Linked DNA regions of Rattus norvegicus: region 2 is linked to region 1. A link is a contact called in public Hi-C data. All regions are on one chromosome and are shown on one strand. The core of a region is the stretch at or near the end of the contact, and the rest is flanking DNA. Distances in the headings are between cores, read along the strand shown. Region 1 holds the start of Arhgap22 (Rho GTPase activating protein 22). Region 2 overlaps Arhgap22 (Rho GTPase activating protein 22).

Region 1 (6,860 bases), core at 1,167-3,666:
ACATGCATCTGACCATCCACCCATTCATCCACTCACCTACCCGCCCACCTAGCCACACATCTATCTGATCACTAACCCGCCAATCCATCATTAATCTTCCTCTACCAACCTATTCGCACATCCATTCATCCACCTGCCTGGCTGGTCAGCCCATCCTCAATTCCCTGACTTGAAGCAAGTCTGCAAGTCTCTTCCCCTTCTCAAATTCCAATTCCTTTTTTCTTTTCTTCTGTAAGTGGAATATTATAGCAGGTGCCTAGTGGGGTTATTTTTTATAGTTAACAGATATTAACCTCTCTGAATGGCATGGCACAGGGTAGGAAGTATCTAGTGAATGCTATTTTCCTTTTCACTTGAGGATATCTTACAACAGAAAAACTATTTAAAAAAAAAACACAATATATACCCAAGAATTAAGGGGTTTGAAACCAGAGAAACGATAGAGCTACTGGCTTCCCATTTGTCTGCCCAACTGCCTAGGAGCTGGTATTAAAAATCGTTTTGAAAAGTCCAGTATCCCAAAATACATTTGAATGGTGCAATGAGAACATTGACTGTCCGTAACAGGCTCATTCCAACGATGCGGCTTTCCCACTTCCTCTTAGAAAGATAAACAAGCGACCTCCAATGGCTACTACGATGATGTTTTCTTTTAAATCTTGCTTCCCAAATGTAGTACTTGGCCGTTGAACAACTCCCCCAGGGGCTTGCTCCCCCTCGGATCCTCTCCCTGAATGCTGGGAGCTCCAGCCTGGAATTCCTGGGGCCTCATTAAGCTGTCTGTGACGAAGTGATCTTGCCTGGTGCTAACACCGTATCAGTGACTTGGCAGCAACCAGAAGTCAGGGCTGGCTGGCTTTCCCCTGGTGCTCTCTTTGTAAGCTCCAAGTCCCAAGGAGTGAAAACATTCTGGATCTGCAGCAGACACCCTGAGACTCTCCCAAAGCCCCACCCCAGTCTTTCTAGGGAGTCAAAGAGAGGGAGACAGAGATCTGCCTGCTGTCGTTAATCTCCCTTTTGAATGAAGACTTGGGAAAACCTTTCCCTGGCTTGCCCCAGTCAGCAATCCTCCTTGTCTGCTTAGCTCTTCTGCTCACAGTGGACAGCTTTGGTCTCCTAGCACACTGTGTCACATACTCTATCTAAACACCTCTGTGCTGGGAGATGAAAGGAGAGGTCCCAGTCCAGCCTAAGGCCACAGCCTTGCGTCAGAGCCAGGCAGAGGCAGATGCTAGTAGTGACTGGAAGAAACAACACCAACAGAGCACTCTTGGCAGGGGGGTGGGGGCTGGGCTTCTGAGTCCTGGGTTCTGTCTTCCTCGGCATCACACAAAAGTAAGCAGAAAACTTAATGAACCTGTGCAAACAAATACTGAGAGAATATGATTTGTCTCACCTGAATGTTACACAGTTACCTTGGCACCATAAAGAAAACTAGCCTCTAGCCTCATAACACCCACTTTGCTTCTTACACACACACACACACACACACACACACACACACACACACACACACACACACACACACCCATTCCAAAAAGAAGCAACGCTGGTTTTCCACCTCCCAAGTGCCTAGAATAGAGTCTGGTGGCCTGTGTCTCGTGAGCACTATCGAATCCATCTCAGTAGATTCACACCAACGATCATGCTTCACTTTATCTCCTTGTATTAGAGAATCCCTTTACTGAGAAACATTTTGCTGGCTCCAGTGTTAAGCAGTTGCCAGCAAGGCTGCAATGAATGGCCCCTATACATAGTTTCCCTAGCCATGTGGACAAGAATTCTTGTGGGGCACATGCTAGGGAATGGAGTTGCTGGGTCCCGGGGTATTAGCTTTCTGAATAGAGAAAAAAATATATTTATATCCTCTCTCTCTCTCTCTCTCTCTCTCTCTCTCTCTCTCCGTGTGTGTGTGTGTGTGTGTGTGTGTGTGTGTATGTGTGTGTGTACGCAACATTTACATTGAGCCGAGTGATCTTTCAGAGAGAGAAACAGTCCCACTAGGATAAGCGATCTACCCAGTGCAAACTTTTCTGTTTTTTGGCGACTGAACACATAGTTCAGGTGGACTGAGAAAGAGCCAGGTGGCTGTAGACTACACCCCCCTTTCAGTCTTGCAGAAGGCTGTGGTGACTGTTCAAAGGATGGTGGAGGGGGAGGAGCCATCCTTGTCGTGCAAGGACACTTCACCCGCTTGCGCCCAGCGACCGGGCTTCGGTGGTCGCGCCGCCCTTGGTGGGCTCTGAAGCTGACTAGGGAGAGTGGAGCGATTAACGCAGCGCCCCCTGGCGGCCGCTGGGTGCGCATGGCTCGGCGCCGGAGGAGAGTAACGGGCCGTGGGCAGGGCGCCGTCCGAGACGAGCATAAAAGCGGCGCGCGGCGTGATCTGCGCGTTCGCGAGGACCAGGGAGAGAACGGAGTCCCGGTTCGCCCCACGAGCCCAGGGGGCTAGTGCGGGCCAGCCAGGCCGCTCCGGGGGTGTCGACGGGGGCGGGGAGCGGAGGCGAGCGGCCGGGGAGAGGCGGTGCCATGGGGCTGTGCTGCTGCAAGGACTGGAGAGGACACCTGCGAGCGCCCAAAGGTAACTCCGGGCGCGCACGTGCGCCGCGCTGCAGCCGCAGGCACAACCCCCGCCCGGGTCCCCACATTCTGCTGCTGCCCGCACCTGCCCTGTTTTGCCGCCGTTCCCGGGCTCTAACTCTCGCCGGGGCCTCCCCTAACTCCCGGATGCGGGGAGAGAGCCAAGGGTACCCGCGGACCAGTGCGGCGTGGGGATCCGGGGCGGTCGGTGGGCACGGACTGCAGGTCATCAAGTCCACCGCCTCTCTGGACCGAGGATCATGGCAGTGGCCGACGGGTTCCCAACGCGGCCAACCCGGCCAGCGCCTGGGACGCCTGTGCGGCTTTACCGCCCGGAGGGGGGCGGGCCATTCATTCTCCTCATCCGCCTCTGTCACAGACTTGGACTAAGGGGGCCTGACTCAGAGTTTTCCAAAGTCGCAGCGGAACCTGCGAGCGGAGCTACTTCTGGAATGTAGCCGGCTTGGAGAGGGCCCAAAGCTGAACGCTTGCTCGGGACAGCGTCGGCTGCCCGAGGTCCAGCCTCCCTAGTCTGTGGCCGGAGCCGTCTGACTTAACCCTTGCCACGCCAAAAGGAGTCAAGGGGCACATCCCTTTATTTCACTTCCCAAACGTGCTCGACCCTAACACCCGCCCTGCCTGTTGTAATCGCCTAAGGACCTGAGATCTGAAAGTTTCAGGAGTGCCCTAAGGGACCCTCTGAGTTCATGAAGGAGGGAAGGCAGGCTTGTCTGTCGCTCTCAGAATAAGCATTAAGTCCTGCTCATCTGCAAAGCCCATTCTAGACTCGGATAAGGGAAAAGTATGGACCTGTCAAACAGTGTGAAGGACTCTTGCTCGGGTGATTCTTATTCCACAGAAATACAGGAAGGGTTTGGGGTTGCTCACAACGTGACAAAACAGACCTGACCGCAGGAGTTTAGACCGGACCTGGCACCCAGACCTACAGCCAGAACCAAATGGAAACCATTTAGGTTGTGCTGGTGCGGCTGTACCACTGCCACGGTTCTCCTTAGCATTAGATTTTAAAAAGAAAAATGAAAGAATGTTGCTTGTGGGGCTTCATGCTTGGGGGCCCGGGCAGAGAGCCAACTTAGCCAGGGTAACAATGGGATTCCAGGGGAGGGGCTTGCAACTTGCTTTCTGCGGGCAGGTCAGAGTCCAAAGGCAAGGATTTTTTGTGGGGGCGGGGCCTAGGTAGATCTCTTTGGTCTTTTCTGACCCCTTCTCAGTAAACAAGGCTTGTGTGAGTCTCTCTCAGGGGAAAGGGTAGCTCTGCAAAGACTTGGCTTAGGGCAAGTCACATGTTCACTGAGCACCTAGAAGGAACCCTGGGGCATCTCCTGCTTGTAAGGCTCATCTAAAACTGTAGACCCCACTCCCACCCCCGTCCTTGGCTATGTCCATCCCAGTGAGGAGCAGCCTGGCCTGGTAGTGTTACTCTACTGGCCTCCACCACAGAAGAGCAGGATCTGGAAGCAGGGACCCAGTGAGGGATGCTTTCACAAAGGTTCTCCAGCCCATGGAAATAAATGGGGCTGGTTACATTTACAGGATGGGCAGCTAGGCAGTGCCCAGCAGGAAACCCATGCAGCTAGAGAGAGAGTCTGTGACTCAAGAAAGGGTTTTACTTTTCCTCCTCTTCCTCTTCCTCCTCCTCCTCTTCCTCCTCCTCCTCCTCTTCCTCCTCCTCCTCCTCCTCTTCCTCCTCCTCCTCTTCCTCCTCCTCCTCCTCCTCTTCCTCCTCCTCTTCCTCTTCTTCCTCTTCCTCCTCCTCTTCCTCCTCCTCCTCCTCCTCTTCCTTCTCCTCTTCCTCCTCCTCCTCTTCCTCCTCCTCCTCTTCCTCCTCCTCCTCTTCCTCCTCCTCCTCTTCCTCCTCCTCCTCTTCCTCCTCCTCCTCTTCTTTTTGAGACAGACTCTCATTATGTAGTTCTGACTGCCCTGGAACTTACAATAAGGACCAAGCTGGCCTCTAACTCAAAGAGATCCACCTGCTTCTGCCTCCCAAGTGCTGGGATTAAAGGCATCAGCCACCATGTCCTGCTGGACTTGGCTTCTTAGTAAAAACAAACAAACAAACAAACAAACCTCCAAATGTTTTTACATGCTCTTGACTCATTTAACACATTTGATTGCATGTGGTCCTTCTGGTGAGGGGCTGGGCAGTGGGGGTCGCTGTTTGAAGTGAGTTCTTCAATCAGTGAAGGAAGTGGAGTGTTACAGGGTCAAATAACCAGAGGTTATCAAGGTTTTGAAGGTTTCTTCTGGGAGGCCATCTCAGGGCCTTTGACACCTTTGTGTAGCTGTGTGTTGGGTGGACCCCACGTGGGTCTAGTTTCTATCTCGGCTGGTCTCCAGGGAAACTGCTTTGCACAGAGCCTCACGGTGCACATACCACCGGATATACTTTAAGAATTTCTGCCTTAGATATTAAGCTCAGTTGCCATAGCAGTAACTGAGCGAGTTGCTTTCCAAGGCTCTCTCTGTGTGTGTATGTGTGTGTGTGTGTGTGTGTGTGTGTGTGTGTGCGTGAGCACGCGCACACATGTGTGCACACATGCTAGTCACCTGAGATTAGGACTTCTCAATTCAAAATGTATGTGCATTTGCTTTTTAAAAAAGTTGTTTTTTGTTTGTTTATTTGTTTGTTTGTTTTAAGAAAAGGAAGAAGCCAGGCATGAAGCTCAAACCTGTGGTAAGCTGAAGTCAGAAACTTGTAGATTCAAGTCCAGGCTGGACTACACAGTGAGACTTTGTCTTGGAACACACACACACACACACACACACACACACACACACACACACACACAGAGTCCTTTTACTCAGAAAAGTCCTTTACTTCCTGATATTTCACTGGACTGACAGCTGAGGCAACTGTTGTTTTCGGTTGTTTCACTCCTGGGTGTTCATGAACCTAAATTTTTACAACAGAGCGTTTTCGCAGATTGTCCGTGTGTGAAAGTGTGTTGGAAGAAGTAGAAAAATTCCAGTAATCTGAATGGAATCTGGCGAGGAGAGCCTCAAAACTTCCCCTAGCGCCCGAGTCCGGTTTAGCAGCAGCATCCTTGTGGCTTTACCACCCAATGCTGGAGTTCGTTCGGAGGCCATCGGTTGCTTGACTCAGTGCCCAGTGAGTGTGGCGCATGGCTGCCGGCCTTCTCGGGGTGACCGCGGTGGTGTCTGTATGACTGGGTGCTGCAGAAGTCAGGGCTGGGCCCCGGTGCTCGCAGAGAAATGAGAGTTCATGGTTCACGCTGCAGGGTCTGTTCTGCAGAGGTCACGTGTCCATGAGCTGAGGACGGAACTACTTCCTGCGAACACTGAGGCACTTGTGAGACACCCTCACTCCCTTCGTCCTGTGGCTCCTGTCACTAGCTATCTGCCTGAGAGCCTTATCAGAAATTACAGTCTGCCCACCACTCCTGCCCGTCTTGTGTCCACTTTGTGCTCTTTGGGACCCGCCCGCCATTTTGTTTTTCATCCTAGCACTTAGGGTCTGTCTGGTCCGTGCTGCCTCTTTTCTCCCATTTGTCCCCCACGTTCTTGGTAGCCCCCACTCTAGCTGGACCAATGACCCCTAGGCCCCTTCTGTCCCACCTTACTGCTGGTGGCTGCACCTGCCTAGCCTTCTATCTGTGTCTATTCGACTGGCTCTCCTGCCCTGACCCGCTCCATTTGCTCTAGCCTCTCCTACTTTCTGAGCTCTGTCTCTCTGGGTCTCTGGGAACTGAGAGGTTGTAGACAGGCAGCCTCCACTGAATCTCCTTTACAGCATCCATCACAACCAGCAGGTGCAGAGTCCCTCTCCAGATCTTAGCTGGAGCCCTCCATAGTCATACGCCCCTCTGCAAAGCTGCTGGCTCTCTCTTCATTTCCCACAGTGGAAGGGTGGGTGCTCTGAGAGCCAGTTTGGACCACCTTCTTCCTCATCGCCTGCACTGCCTTCTAGGTTGGTCATACTACACCTGTCCTAGTCTACCACCCAAGCACTGTCCCATCAGTAGGGTTAGTCACATGTGTCCCTCCTCAGACCTGCCTCACAGTCTCTGTCTGCAGTAAAAAAAAAAAAAAACAAAACAAAACCTCAGCTCCTTAGTCTGGTGACCAGCTTGGCCGACCACTTTGCCTAAACCTCTCTGGCCCTCACACACTACTCTCCGTGTGCCTTCAGCCAGCCTGAGAATGATTGAGACCCAGTAGGTGGCCTGTACCCAAAGCTGTCTCTAAGCCTCTGGCCTGTAGGCCCCGGTTCACTTAGTTCTTCAGGAGTTGGGTCAGTC
Region 2 (6,593 bases), core at 1,547-4,046, 45 kb after region 1:
AGTGGTGTGTGGTCGATGAGTTCACACAAGCTGGAGCTTCTGGCAGCTCAGTCGCACTCCCCGCAGGGGCCCCACCTCCTGTACTTATGGGCAGCCTGGGCCTGACCTTGACCGGGGGCAGCTGCGGCTGGCTCCAGAGGAGCCTAGCTGTATGCAGGGGGGCATGGGAAGTGTAGCCTACGTGTTAGTCGTGCAGCTGCCTGGGGCCCATGCTCACACTCATGTCTCCCTCCTCATCCCAGCACCACAGACGTGCACACAGTGGCCTCCTTGCTGAAGCTCTACCTTCGGGAGCTCCCGGAGCCGGTCATCCCTTTCGCCAGGTATGAGGACTTCCTCAGCTGCGCCCAGCTGCTCACCAAGGACGAGGGGGAGGTCAGTGCCTCTCGGGACGGGACACATCCTGGGGGTAGGCTGCCGGGCAGAGGGCATGTGGAGTCAGGACTTATCAATCGCTGTGTTGGGGAGAGGGGACCCCCTAAGTGCTGTGCACTCTGCGTAGCGCTCTTGTTTTCCTTGGAAGTTTCTCACGGAAGTAGAAGTGGGGGTGGAACCCAGGCTGCCCACCCAGTTCTGGCCTTCTCGCAGTGGGTGCTTCTGTTCTCCCATCGTCTCCTACAGACTCAGGCTTCCGAGGTTTCGGTGACCAAGGAGCCCTGTTACCTGAAGTTAAGATAGTTCCCAGGACGGGTCTCAGTCCCATGCCCTTCACGCTGCCCTCCTAGCCATCTGCAGCTTTGAGCTGCCACAGCAGAAAAGACAGCCTCCTTTGTGACCGTGTGTGTGTGTGTGTGTGTGTGTGTGTGTGTGTGTGTGTGTGTGTGTGTGGTGGGGGGATGAGAGTTATCTGGCAAATATTTGCGCCCTGATAAGTGGGCTGAGACATTCCTCCGTGTCCTTGCAGAGGCTCACCCCTCACCCCAGCTCCCAGGAAGAAAATCAGTCTCCTCCAGAGGTCACAGTCACACTTTGGAGACATGGGAGGAGGTCATCCGGGACGGGCCACACGTCCCTTCTCCTGTGTCACGGTCATCCCTTCAGAGGAGGCCTTACTGCTGGTGTCTGAAATGTTTTCTTTTTCCTTTCTTCACAAGGGGACCGTGGAGTTGGCGAAACAAGTGAGCAACCTTCCTCAGGCCAACTACAACCTGCTCAGATACATCTGCAGGTAAGCGGCCCGTTTGGGGTGGGGCTGCTCCTGGCTCTGAGTTCACTCCCTCCACCCCGGGAGAGACAAAGCTGTACAGAAGGGCCATTCACCCTCTCAGCACTGCCTCACCAAGTGTTGGGATGGCAAGGAGTGTGGATAAAACACAGAGCTGTAGGAGGTAGTCAGTGAATGATTCCTCTGCCCTCCTGGGTACCTCTCACTTTCCTTCCCCGAAGGCATATACCCCTTAATGAGATATACGTTTCATGAGGTACATACCCTTGTGTACCCTCATTCTGGGTGCTGATAGGAGTCTGCAGAGATGACATTCACCCAGTGTCAGGTGGGAGCTCAGCTCTTGGGGCCTTTGTCTTCTGCACCAGGGATAACCAAACCGTGTCCCTTGGCCTTTATTCCTCATGATAGTCTTAGACCTCAGGGGATGTTCTGTCTTGATCAGGTATAGACACCTCACCATATCCAGCAACCATGGGAAGTCCGGGAGGTCTGGCTGAGTGTGGGGGTGGAATGGGGTGTGAGGGCACAAAGGTTGGGCCACGTGGTGGGGGCTGGGGGTAAAGGGTGTGGCTAGAGGTAATGCATATATGAAGCTGTAGGCTGGGTGGGTGCAGGAAATGACCGGGTATTGGAGGTAGCATAATAGCGTAGTGGGTAAGGAATGGGTAAAGATGGGGTGGGCTTTGTGTGGATATTTCTGGGGTTTGCCTGTTCATAGCTGTGACGATCTAAGTGGGGGTGTGGTCCGACGGAAGGACAGAGTATGTGGGTGGCTGGCTGGAGTGGGCATCATGCGGATGGTGTGGTGGGTGGGTATGTCTGAGAGGTGTGGCTAGGAGTGTTAGTGTGGTGGGTGGCGAGGTGGTGTCCAATTGAGTAGATGAAGAGGGTGTGGCTTGGTGGGTGTGGCCAGGCAGGCTTTAGAGCTCACAGCAGACTAGAGTTTAGAACTCGCTGTTTTCACCAATTGCTTCTTCTCTCTTTTGCAGGTTTCTGGATGAAGTGCAGGCCCACTCAGACGTCAACAAGATGAGCGTCCAGAACTTGGCAACTGTCTTTGGCCCTAACATCCTCCGGCCACAGGTGGAGGATCCAGTCACCATCATGGAAGGTAAAGAGGAGGTGGCTTGGCTTGGGGGGCTTTGGGCTCCAGAGCAGGCCAGGAGATCAATAGCTTAGATGTCTGTCTCTATTTTCGGGGACAAGACTTCCTCCCCTCCAGCCCTCCTTTTGGGGCCGCTAGCAGCTGATCTGTGGAAAACATTGGGATAGCCAGTGGTTAGAGGTGACAGGGCAGCTGGGAAGCCGGGATCCCTGTCCTGGAGCCCACGTGGATTGTTTTGTTTTACTGTCACAGGCACGTGATTGTCTCAGGTCCCTGGATGACAGACAGGCCCGTAAACTTCTCTTTTGCGATAAGTAGTAATGTGATGTTGTTTTTGAAAAGCAACATGGTGAGGCTAAGGCCGGAGAACTACTCAAGTCCAGGAATTTGAGGGCAGCCTGGACCACATGAGACAAGGTCTCAGAAAGGGAAGGAGGTGAGAAAGGGTCAAAGCAGCCTCCTGTGCCACCCTCACACCCAGCCTCAGTGTGGTAATTGCCCTTAAGTCCCGGATGACGGAATGGAGGCCAAGCGAGGTGAGATGAGTCACCAGGGGCCTGCCAGCCAAACTTGCACAGGACCCACATGGAGAGGCTGGAGTGAAAACAAGAATGCACAAGCCTTTGGGAAGACTGTCCCCAACAGAGCCAGTGCAAGAACCATGCTGCCCACACAGGATGTTCACATCTAGTGGTGGGGACACTCAGGAGGCCCTGGTTTAGGACCCAGGACATGGGCCCCAAATTGGACACTGGCAGCAGCCTCATAGCCCATTCTGGGAGGGCCCAGTTTCCTGACTGAGATTATCTATCTATCTATCTATCTATCTATCTATCTATCTATCTATCTATCTATCATCTATATACCTTCTGTATTTCTTCCTGGATCACTGCACACTGTGGGGAGTCCCCTACACCACGGTCTTCCTCACCCATGGTGAACCTCCATACTCTGGTATTTGGTTGCAGGCAGCTGGGAGAACAAGTCTGCAGAATGGACACTGTAGACTTCCCATCACCCTGTCCTTACTGCTGGGCCCCATACCGACCGAGCTCCTAGATTGGTTGGTGGAGGGAGGGATGGGTGGGCAACACTGAACACGTGTATTTATGTGACACATATAGTCACACACATTTACAGGGCTAGAGCCTTGGTGGCGTTTGCTGCTCTCTCAGATGGCTCAGGCTTTGTTCTTAGCACCCACATGGCAGCTCACGATTTGTAGCTCTGGTTCCAGGGGAATCTGACATTCTCTTCTAACCTCCACAGGCACTAGACACACATGTGGTACACATAAATACATGCCAGTAAAATACTCATATAAATGCTTTTTAAACAGTTTATTTCGGGGCTGGAGAGATGGCTCAGTGGTTAGAGCACTACCTGCTCTTCCAGAGGTCCTGAGTTCAATTCCCAGCAACCACATGGTGGCTCACAACCATCTATAATGGGATCTGATGCCCTCTCCTGGCCTGCAGGTGCACATGCAGATAAGCACTTATATACATGCAATAAATAAAATCTTTTAAAATTTTTCATTTTTAAAATGTGTATCAGTGCTGTGTTGGCATGTATGTCTGTGTACCATGAGCATGTCTGGTGTCTGCTGAGGTCAGAAGAAGGCATGTGTCCCTTGGAACTTGAGGTGTGGATGGTTGTAAGCCCCTATTTGGGTACTGGGAATTGAACCCAGATCCTCTGCAAGAACTAAGAATACTTAAAAATACTTAAGAAGTATTTTTAACTGCTGAGCCACCAAAGAAGTAATTTTTAAAAAGGATGTATGCGAGTGTGTGTGTGTGTGTGTGTGTGTGTGTGTGTGTGTGTGTGTGTGACCTACCTCCTCCTATCTGTGGTGAGCTAGGCTTCCTCCACACTCAGGGGCTTTGTGGGCATAGTCCTGTCTGTGCGTGATACTGTCTGGTATGATGGCTCTCATTCAGACACAGGCGAAGGTGCCCTGCAGAACCCAGCTGGTGTTCCTGCTGTGCGTGAGCTGGAGTCAGCCCTGAGTGTGTTGGAGGCGTGGGCCGTGGCACTGGCAGCCAACCTCTCCCTTCCTTCTGTACCCCAGGCACATCTTTGGTTCAGCATCTGATGACTGTCCTCATCCGAAAACACGGACAGCTCTTTGCCACGCCCTCCTTTGAAGAACCTGCTTCACCACGTGGTACTGTCCAGGGCACAGTAGAGTGGGGCTCTGAAGAGGTCACCAGAGACCACCAGGGCGAGCCTGGGAGCTCTGGCTTGCCCACACACAGGACTTCCTCTCTGGATGGGCCAGCTGCAGCAGTGCTCTCTAGAACTTCTCCGCCACGCCTTGGCAGCCAAGCCGGCCCTGCGGCCACCAGCCCTGGGAAGAGGATGCATACTTTGCCTGGCTGGAAGTCTTCTTTTCGGCAGCAGGGGTCCCGGTCAGAGAGCCCAAAGGGGGTCAGCTCATCCTTAGAGGTACCCATCATCTCCTCTGGTGGGAACTGGCTCATAAACGGGCTATCGTCTCTTCGCAGCCACCGTCGGGCCTCATCAGGGGACCGGCTTAAGGATACAGGCTCAGCACAGAGACTCTCCACCTATGATAACGTGCCACCATCCAGCCACCTTTCTAGCACTGCCAGCGTGGCCAGCACGGCATGGTCTGTAGCCTCATCCTCCCGAGAGGCCTCCATCGGCAGCTGCACTGCCTGCCGGGCCAGCAACTCTTCTGCCTGCAGCTCCTTACACACTGAGTGGGCACTCGAGCCCTCTCCTCTCCCCAGCAGCAGTGAGGGCCACCCGTCCCCGGACCTGGGCCACAGCTTGGATGAGGCATGTGTGGGCAGTGGCAGCAGTGAGCCCAATGACCCGGGCAGTCCCTCACAGGCCCATGTTCGCCGCTGCCGGGCTCTCCAGGGCCAGGTGGCCGAGCTCAGGGCGGAGCTGTGTCACCAGAGGATTGAGTACCAGAGGAGCCTGAAAAGGTAAAGGATCAAGCTTAGGCTGGCTGCGTGGAAAGCTTCAGGGGGCAGGGCTTAGAGAGCTGCAAGGGGCGGGGCTTAGAAAGCTGTAAGGGGCAGAGCTCAGAGCAGTCCGCCCCTAGGCTACCTTCCTTGGAAAATAACACTACCTTTTCTGGGGTCTGGAGTGGGTGGACCCATCAACTGGCAGGCTTGGGTGGACCCATCAACTGGTAGGCTTCCACAAGGGTGGATGTCAGCTTGTGTGTAGAACAGGAGTCAGGAGCCAGGTGGCTCTCTGGGATGCAGTGAGTGGGGACAGAACCTTGAATGACTGTATCAGAGAGTGGCAAAGAGTGGGCTATCCAGGGGGGATGTCCAGTGTGCAAACCAGCCTATCCGGGTGCCTATAGTAAGCCTAGTTACACCATTCCTTACCTACACAGCCCTCCTTGGGAAGAACAGAGGAGCACAGTGTAGGCCTTTGAACCACTCTCAACTGACAGGGGAGGCTTGGAAGGAGAGTGTATGCGGATGGTCTCCAGCACAGGAAGGAAGGGGACCATGGTACTGTGTCCCATCCAGCAGGCTTCTGGGAATGGGCTCTATTGGCACGCATGGCGCTCACCCATTCTGTCCCCTGTAATCCAGTCCCTGCCCTTCCAGGATCTCCCTAAGGGGATCTTTTGTTTGTGAAAAACAGATAGATGCTGTGCTAGATGCTGGGGACAGAGCCGTGTCCCAAACTCACCAGAATCCTGTGCCTGACTTGTATTTGGGGGTACCAGGATGAGACCATACACAGGCTTCATCAGAAATGTGTGCCATGCTAGGAAGAAGATACAGGATAGGAGCCCTGGGGAGGGAAGGGGGCCTCCTCAGGAGAGGATAGGAGTGCCTGGGGGTGGGGGGTAGGGGAGCATGTCTCAGAGCTCTGCCAGCCTTGAGCAGGGCAAGGGCTTCTGGCCTGGGTACTGCTTGGTCTTCAGGGAACAGTGAGTGTGGAGGAGTTGAAGTCTCAAGGACTTTGGTTCTCTGGTTGGAAAACTCACTGGAGGGTCCATAGGAACCAATTAGGAGGCACTAGGAGTCCAGGCCTGTGGGGTGCAATGGGCCACAGGGGCAACAGGTGAGGTGGGACAGTTTGGCACAAGTTCTGAAGGTGGATTGGGTGGGTTTTCTAATGAGCTGAGAAGAGCTCCTCTGGCATAAAGGTCGCAGTGCTGTAGGGGAGGAGCTATCGGCAGGTGCTCATCGGAGAGAACTAGGCTGGACAGGGCATGGCTTGAGGAAGCTGTCAGGAGCCCCATGCTGCACCATTCACTTGGAGATGCTCACAATCAGGCTAGGAGCTTACTAGAAGCTTAGCATCAAGAGACAAGAC

What was found. A called contact is a pair of places that touch in the nucleus more often than the background predicts.
Region 2: a Hi-C map of Schwann cells shows a contact between it and region 1, with 4 times the contacts expected there. The contact joins the enhancer-like site here to the promoter of Arhgap22 in region 1. A contact is called at or near these places in 10 of 12 Hi-C or Micro-C datasets (the A7r5 cell line, the Rat2 cell line, Schwann cells and 6 more) and 1 of 1 datasets of contacts at active chromatin or transcription factors (oligodendrocytes).

Annotation. Positions count from the first base shown.
Region 1 is chr16:8,585,608-8,592,467 of GRCr8, forward strand. It overlaps Arhgap22 (Rho GTPase activating protein 22), which reads left to right and starts at 2,417. Exons shown (of 6, transcript NM_001107297.1): 1 at 2,417-2,581. The coding sequence starts at 2,530.
Region 2 is chr16:8,629,830-8,636,422 of GRCr8, forward strand. Arhgap22 (Rho GTPase activating protein 22) reads left to right here. Exons shown (of 6, transcript NM_001107297.1): 4 at 2,158-2,279; 5 at 4,348-5,233. Among named protein-coding and RNA genes, the nearest start is that of Arhgap22, 45 kb to the left of the region's middle. Within about 2 kb of position 2,797, at least 4 of the 93 cell types and tissues checked have an H3K27ac peak or open chromatin away from gene starts, as enhancers often do. A contact at or near this core is called in Schwann cells, where this site is marked.